Regions from separate parts of the Anser cygnoides genome. Here region 2 is linked to region 1. Evidence: chromatin contacts called from public Hi-C data. All regions are on one chromosome and are shown on one strand. Each heading gives the region's core, a stretch centred on a gene start, on an enhancer-like site or on the middle of the called end of the contact. The rest is flanking DNA. Distances are from core to core; before and after follow the strand shown.

What was found. Hi-C and Micro-C count contacts between places; a contact is called where the count stands out from the background.
Region 2: a Hi-C map of liver shows a contact between it and region 1, with 3 times the contacts expected there. The contact joins the enhancer-like site here to the promoter of LEKR1 in region 1. A contact is called at or near these places in 2 of 7 Hi-C or Micro-C datasets (both in liver).

Annotation. Positions count from the first base shown.
Region 1 is chr9:25,657,044-25,660,434 of Taihu_goose_T2T_genome, forward strand. LEKR1 (leucine, glutamate and lysine rich 1) reads right to left here and starts at 1,689. Exons shown (of 11, transcript XM_067002611.1): 1 at 1,531-1,689. The coding sequence starts at 1,590.
Region 2 is chr9:26,274,103-26,277,493 of Taihu_goose_T2T_genome, forward strand. No RefSeq gene overlaps it. Among named protein-coding and RNA genes, the nearest start is that of RAP2B, 7.7 kb to the left of the region's middle. Within about 2 kb of position 1,834, at least 2 of the 3 cell types and tissues checked have open chromatin away from gene starts, as enhancers often do. A contact at or near this core is called in liver, where this site is marked.

The DNA.
Region 1 (3,391 bases), core at 439-2,938:
GGTACATTGGAAGGGCAACAGAAATTGAAACAAACACAGAACTCGGCCACGGCTTTACAGCGACAGGTTTCCCCCCCCCAGCAGGCTTTGGCAGCTGAACTACCTGCAGGACAGGCTGCTCCAGGCTGACGCTCCCTCCCCTTCCCCTCTCAGTGACATCCTCTAGAGGAGTGCAGCTCTGGAGGCAGCGATGTCAAGTACTGACAAGCAGCTTTTGAAGCTCCGTCCGCCAGAGCACAGAAGAGCAGAACGATGACAGCTCTGGGCTGCATCCTTCGCCTTGCCCCACTCTGAGCCCTGCAGCCCAACCTCCTGAGCACGCAGCCGAGCAAGGCAGCTCGAAGCAGCTGCGGGACCAAGAATGCTCACTGCTAGGTGCTGAAATCACAACGCTTAACACATTCCCTCTGGATACACATGTTCCTTCGGCCAGCTAGCTGCATGTTGGGAGCATGTGCTCCGTTTGGCAGAACAACCTACAGCTGGCACAAGTTCCGCTTATGTTAGGAGCAACCTAAAAGCGAGATTACAAAAGAGATGCTATAAAATCCAAGAAGCAGAGAACGCGAAGGGAATAAGAACATGTCTACATAAAAGGTAGAAAATACAAGGACAGGAAATTGTGAGAATGACTTGTAACCAAGCCCAGTATCTTGTAACTATCCTGCAACTACAACGCAAGCCAGCTGAGCGAAGAAGTGAGCAGCAGCAAAGGATGTGTAAAACCATGACCCCTAACCGATCCCAAAATCTTGGCCTGTCGTTGCCTTAGAGCTCACGTTGAGGCGACTGGGTAGGATGGGACGGGAACATGAGACTACTCTTGCTCACACCTAGGGGTGCTGGCTGGCGTACCCTCTGCATGGAGACCTTTCTGTTGGCGGCACGCCGCAGAGCTGAGAGCTCAGGGGCTTGCCTGCCCGGTCCTCTGCTCCAAAGCAAAACCTTGCTTCAGCCGTCCCCCCGCTACCACCAGAGGAATTCCACAGCTCCCCTGCTGAGCTGCTCCACTGCTCTACCCCTGCCTCTGGGTTCGTCACTTTCAACCAAAGCAAGTGGAGAACGGTGAGGGTAAGATTAATTTCCAGCTAGAGATAAAGGACAACTACATACAGCATGTGAATACCGTCAGCGTGCCCTGAGGCATCTTCTAGAGCAAGTAGACCCAACTCTATTGCCCTTTCCTAGGGCAACGGACTCGTCAGCTCTTTCCTAAATTCCCGGCTGTATGATTTTCCTTAAAGACCTGCAGCTCTGAGCTGACCCCCCACAGCCCTGAAGAGGAGACAAGCGGGGCTGAGCTCCACACGCAACCCCGACACCGCTTCAGCCCAGCTACGCGCCCTGCATCGCTGCGGCAGCCACACGCGGCGCGCGGTACCGGGTCCGGGCTCGCTCGGAGCGGCAGCACGAACGCCTTCCCGTCCCCGCCGCGCGCGCCCCCCCGGCAGGTGACTGCGCTCCGTGTGTAACGCCGTGCCCCCGGCGTGCCGCGGCCCGGGCCCGGTTCCCCCCCCCGCAGCCCCGTACCTCTCGGATCCCCGGGGGCAGGGCGTGCCCGGGGCCGGGCCGCTCCGTGGCCGCCGCCATTTTCTCGCCGGGCCCCGGCGGCGTCCTGGCGTCACCGCGGCAACGGCGCGGCGCGGCCACGGGGCGCGCCCCCGCGCGGGCGGGAACGGGAGCGCGCTCGGGGGTTTGGGGGGGGGGGGGGGGTGGCGGTGCTCGCCCCCCGCAGCGGGTCCCGGCCCCCCCGGTGCCTCGGGGCTGCGGCCTCGCCGTGCCCCCGGTGATGGCCCGCGGGTGATGCGGGGCTGCACAGCGCCCCAGCGGGAAGGGCACAGCCCCAACGGGGGGGGCTCCGCGGGGAAACGGCCCGGGGGTGCGCCGGGGTGTGCCCCGGTGTGTGCCTCGGGGTGTACCGATGTGTGCCCCAGTGTGTGCCGATGTGTGCCCCGGCGTACCCCAGTGTATGCCCCGGTGTGTGCTCCGGTGTGCGCCCCGGTGTGTCCCGGTGTGTGCCTCGGGGTGCCCCGGGGTGTGCCCCGGGCTGTGCCGATATATCCCGGTGTGTGCCCCCCTGTGCCCCTGGGGGCGCCGCGGTGTGCCCCAGTGTGTCCCAGGGTGCGCCCCGGTGTGTGTCCCGGGATGTACCGATGTGTGTCCCCCTGTGTCCCGCTGTGTGCCCCGGGGGATACTCCGGCTGCCGCCCCGGTGAGCGCCGTGCAGCCCTTCCCGCGGCCTCGTCCCGCCCGCCCAAGGTCGGCACAAAGGCGGCGGCCTGCGGCAGCCCCCGCCGGGGCCGTGCGGTCGGGAGGGGCGGTGCGGGCCCGGCAGCGCCTCCCCGGCAGCTGGGCCCTGCGTGCTGCCGCCGCGGCGGGGGGGGGCGGCGGGGCCGCCGGATCGCACGCGATGGCCGCCCGTGGCGTGCCGAGCCGGGCCCTGCCGTGCGGAGCCGGGCCCTGCCGTGCCGAGCCGGCGGTTGTGAAACGGGGCAGGCACGCAACGGCCCGGGGCGGCAGCACCGCCCCGCCGCTCCCTGCCCGGCCCCGGGGGATGAGGGGACAGGCGTGGGGCTGGGGGCTGACATGGGGCTGGGGGGGCTGGCATGGGGCTGGGGGGCTGATATGGGGCTGGGGGGCCTGACATGAGGGGATGTGAGGAGATTGTCGTGGGGTCTGTGAGGAAACTGACGTGGGGGCTATGGGGGGACTGGTGGGGGGCTGTGGGGGGCTGATATGGGGGATGTGAGGGGACAGGCATGGGACTGAGGGGACAAACACGGGGCTGCGAGGGGACTGACACGGGGGGCTGTGAGGAAACCGACGCGGGGTCTGTCAGGAAACTGACGGGGGGGTGCTCTGAGGAGGCTCTCATGGGGGATGAGGGGAGCCTGCCAGGGGCTTTGCTGCCACCAGCCCCAGTTGCTCAAGGTCAGGGGGCCCTGAGGAGAAACGTTGCGCAGGACGGGCAGCTCCCGCCTCGCCCTGCTCTGAGGCAACCCCAAAATCCCCCCCAAATCCCCAGTCCCCCCGGGGCCGTGCTCCAGGAGCGGCTCAGGACCACCCCGCCGGCAGGCTCCCAGCTCCCATCGGGGAGGCGATGCCTGGCCCCGCGGGGTGGGCGAGGGAGCCCGGCGGGAGCTGGCCCGCTCCCCACGTGGCGTGGCGGCAGCGCGGCGTGCGTGCCAGCCCCAATTACCGCCACCGCTCCAGATCAGGTTCCAGGCGGCGTGCGCGGCTCCAAGGACAAACCACCAGGCAAGAAACGAGTGCGTGACACGCAGCAGTCATAAGCCAGCTATTTCCATTGTTTTCCTGCAGGCTTTGTACCTTCTCAAACACACGTGGAAAGCCTCCCGCTGCCTGCAAATCCCAACCCAGAGGAGCAAAGT
Region 2 (3,391 bases), core at 584-3,083, 620 kb after region 1:
CAAAATATGCATAGTATATCAAAGTGCAGCTGTATTTCTGTTCTTCACTAAATATCAGTCCTTTTGTATTTACCAGAGTAGCAGTTTAAATAAAAGGTGGTGAAGATCGGGATTTTAGACAAGCGTGCAAAACAAAGAACACTTCTCTGTTACTATCTGCAGCAGTCAGGGTGTATGTAGGTGGACTGAAACACCTTTTGGAACCATAAATGTAATCTTGATAGCACTTGCATGGAAACAATCCTATTGTATGTTAATGAAAATGGTATGATCAGCACGAAGTGAAACTGATGACTAATTCCAAAAATAGACTTCCTGTCTGCAGCAAAAGCCCTTTTTGTAGAAAAATGCATTTTCTTCATTGACTGGTATTATATTACATTGCAATATTAACTCTGCTGGCAGCAACATTCAGAAACAGTAAAAAGTTGTAATTTTGAGAGTCTTCCCTCTTCAACTAGTTGAATTTGTTTATTCTTCCACCACCTTACCAGGAACAAGGAGTTTCTCTCGACAGACACTTCTGGTCACATTGCAGTGAGGAATGAATACTTTCAACTGTGATCTTATCATATTTCGTAAGTTAGACGGGAGTTTCCAGAGTCCTAAAGAAGCAGACAGTGGGGTTTGCAGCTCGTTAGGCTATGGTCTTCTGTGTAGGAATCACTGTAATAGTCTGCCTTTTGTCTCAGACTAGTGATATAAAACTACGGTTGTAAATATTGGCAGTTTAACTAAAGTCTAGGGCTTTTTTCCCTTGGTAATAATGACAGAAACACATTCTCATTTTAAAGAATGAGAGTACATCTTTGGAAGGAAATGTCCTAAATAAAATCAGAGTTTTATTCCTTTCCTTTCTCGTTGCCTGTAACTCCCATGAACGTTATGGAGTAATAGATATATCCAGAAAGTCAGTGAGTCCACAGACGTGTAAATATTAAAGAGGTGTAAGCAAGGGGCTGGTAATTGAGAGAGGTAAGAGGATCTGTTTCCCCCATGTACTAGAACGAGAGAAATGAAAATACCTATTCCAATCACTACGGAAAAGTGATTTAAACATAGCAAAAACACATAAAAGTTAAAAAAAAAAAAAAATTTAACAGTTTTCAGTGGACAGAATGGAACTATCCCCTAGAATATAATTTAACCAAAATCTCTCATTGTCTCTTGAACAGTGTTTAGTGGTTCATGGTCAAGAGAATTGGTGATAAGAGATGTGCAAGAGGGAAGGTTGATACACAAGCATGTTTTGCTCTCTGAACCTATGCCCACAGGATTTTATCAAGAATAATAATGTTACTAAAGCTGCAGAAGCTCACAAAAATTGCTCCCATTTTTAGGCGCTTGGCACAAACTCATAAAACATTTACAATATGGTCCTTTGGGATGCTGAGCATCTCTAGCTCTCATGAAGACAGGCAAGCCTTGGATCCCTCAGCCTTGCCCTGATTGAGTCCTTAAGACTGCAAGAGAAAAGAAATTAAACTAGACAAGAGGATCTGCCTGCTTAATTGAGCTTTATTTTGTAATGCACAGGCAGACTGCAAGATCAGCAAATCTTTGCAAGCTATGTGGCCATATGGGCAATGGCAGTTTATGAAACAACTGTGCCAAATTTGGCAGCCTTTCTGATGTCCACATGGCAGGTCAGTGAAAACCATTTCAATGCCAGTTACATAATTTCACTCTTCAGTCATCTGCGAAGAATATGTAAAACAAGAGTTTAGAATAAATGGCATCCTTTCAGCACTGAAATTTACACTGTTGTTTATGAAGTATATACGCTTCCTTTCTAACCAGCAGAGTTCTTTTGCTGCATCTTAGGTAACTGAAAACATTAGAGAGTAAATACTGGTGGGTATTCTTTAGCCTTGTATTTGAGTATTAATTTCTAAGTAAATTTTGGCTCAGCGTATCAACAAAGAAGATAAGCTTTTCTGAGGGAAAGTAAGACACAACAGGCTCAGACTAATGTAAGTTATCTGCAGCCTCAATAGACTTCAAATCTCTTGAACAAAATGCCACATTTTCTGAATGTTCTAAAAGGTCTGCTGCCTGTCGCTTACCCTTAGGTTGTTTCTGTCTGGTCAAGGCTGGAGGGATCACAGTGGCTGACCGCCGGCTGTGTCACCAGTGCACTCGCTAAATACTGTTTCATCTTCCAGGCCTTCAGCTGCTGGGCCAGATTAAGGTGAATGTGGAAGCAAACTAACTCTTGCAACACCTGGCCTCTGCAGATAACCCCACCCAGCTTGACTTTAGGCCAAGTCATGGCACATAAACAACCTCTGTTGTATGGACAGATGACCTCATGAGAACGAACAGATAAGATGAAATGATGTTGATACTACTTGATCTGTAAGCCACGTTCGATATTGTCAGACCAGGCAGTCAGGAATGCTGATGTGACCACAAGCCCTCAGAGAATCTGTGTGAAAGCTGGCGATCGTCACGCACTGTCAGGACACCGGCTGCTCCCACAGGGCCTCCTCCTGCCCTGGCCGGCTCCTGGCAGGCTCCTGGCAGGCAGGCTCCCTGCCCCGCTGCGATATCCACAGCTCTGAGCTTTCTGGAGCGCTGGTGCTGCAGGCCGTCCTGTGTATCGCCATCCACAATTCCAACAATATATAGAAACTATTACCATTTGCAGAATGTGGACTTATTTATATTTCCGTATATTTTATTTTGTCATCAACAGTTCCCGTACAAAGGTACTGCAGGAGTGCTGATGGCCCTGTATGGCTGTAACGGCCTCTGCTTGTGGCACCGTGCTGCTTGACATAGACCAGGAAAACACACCCCAGGTTAGTCCAGTCATGTGAGAAAAAGTACTGGAAGACCTACCTGAGAATCACGGCTGGATAAAAGTAGAGTAACCCATCAGGAGTCAATCCATGGTAAATGAGAAAGGTGCACAAATTATTTATAGGAAGTGCGTTCCTCAGGATAGAACTGTATTCCTCATTCGTCCCACTCACAAACAGCAAATAAAAATATCTAGTCCTAGGATCTACTCCAATCAATCCTTCTAATCTTCTGCTCGTTTGAGCCAGTTCTTGATTGCTCAAGCAGTGAACTTTGAGGATCTCTCATTTTGAATGGAACGGATGAGGCATTTTAACACTGTAAGCAGAACAAAATGTCAAGATGGTCACAGAAATTCAGTTTTCAACTATACTTCACTTTTTTTGCTTGGGTTTCACCCTGCTATTAAAGCCAGTAGGCTGCTTTACCCTATGAGATTATTTTTGCATAAAGGTAAATTAAAAATCAAAACTAGACACACCATTAAATATGCCATACAAGGCACAAATGTTTGACAGTTATCCAATTTATCAAAACCACCTAAATTTCTGATTCTGTTCACCAGAGTGCTTACAACCAGTGTGAT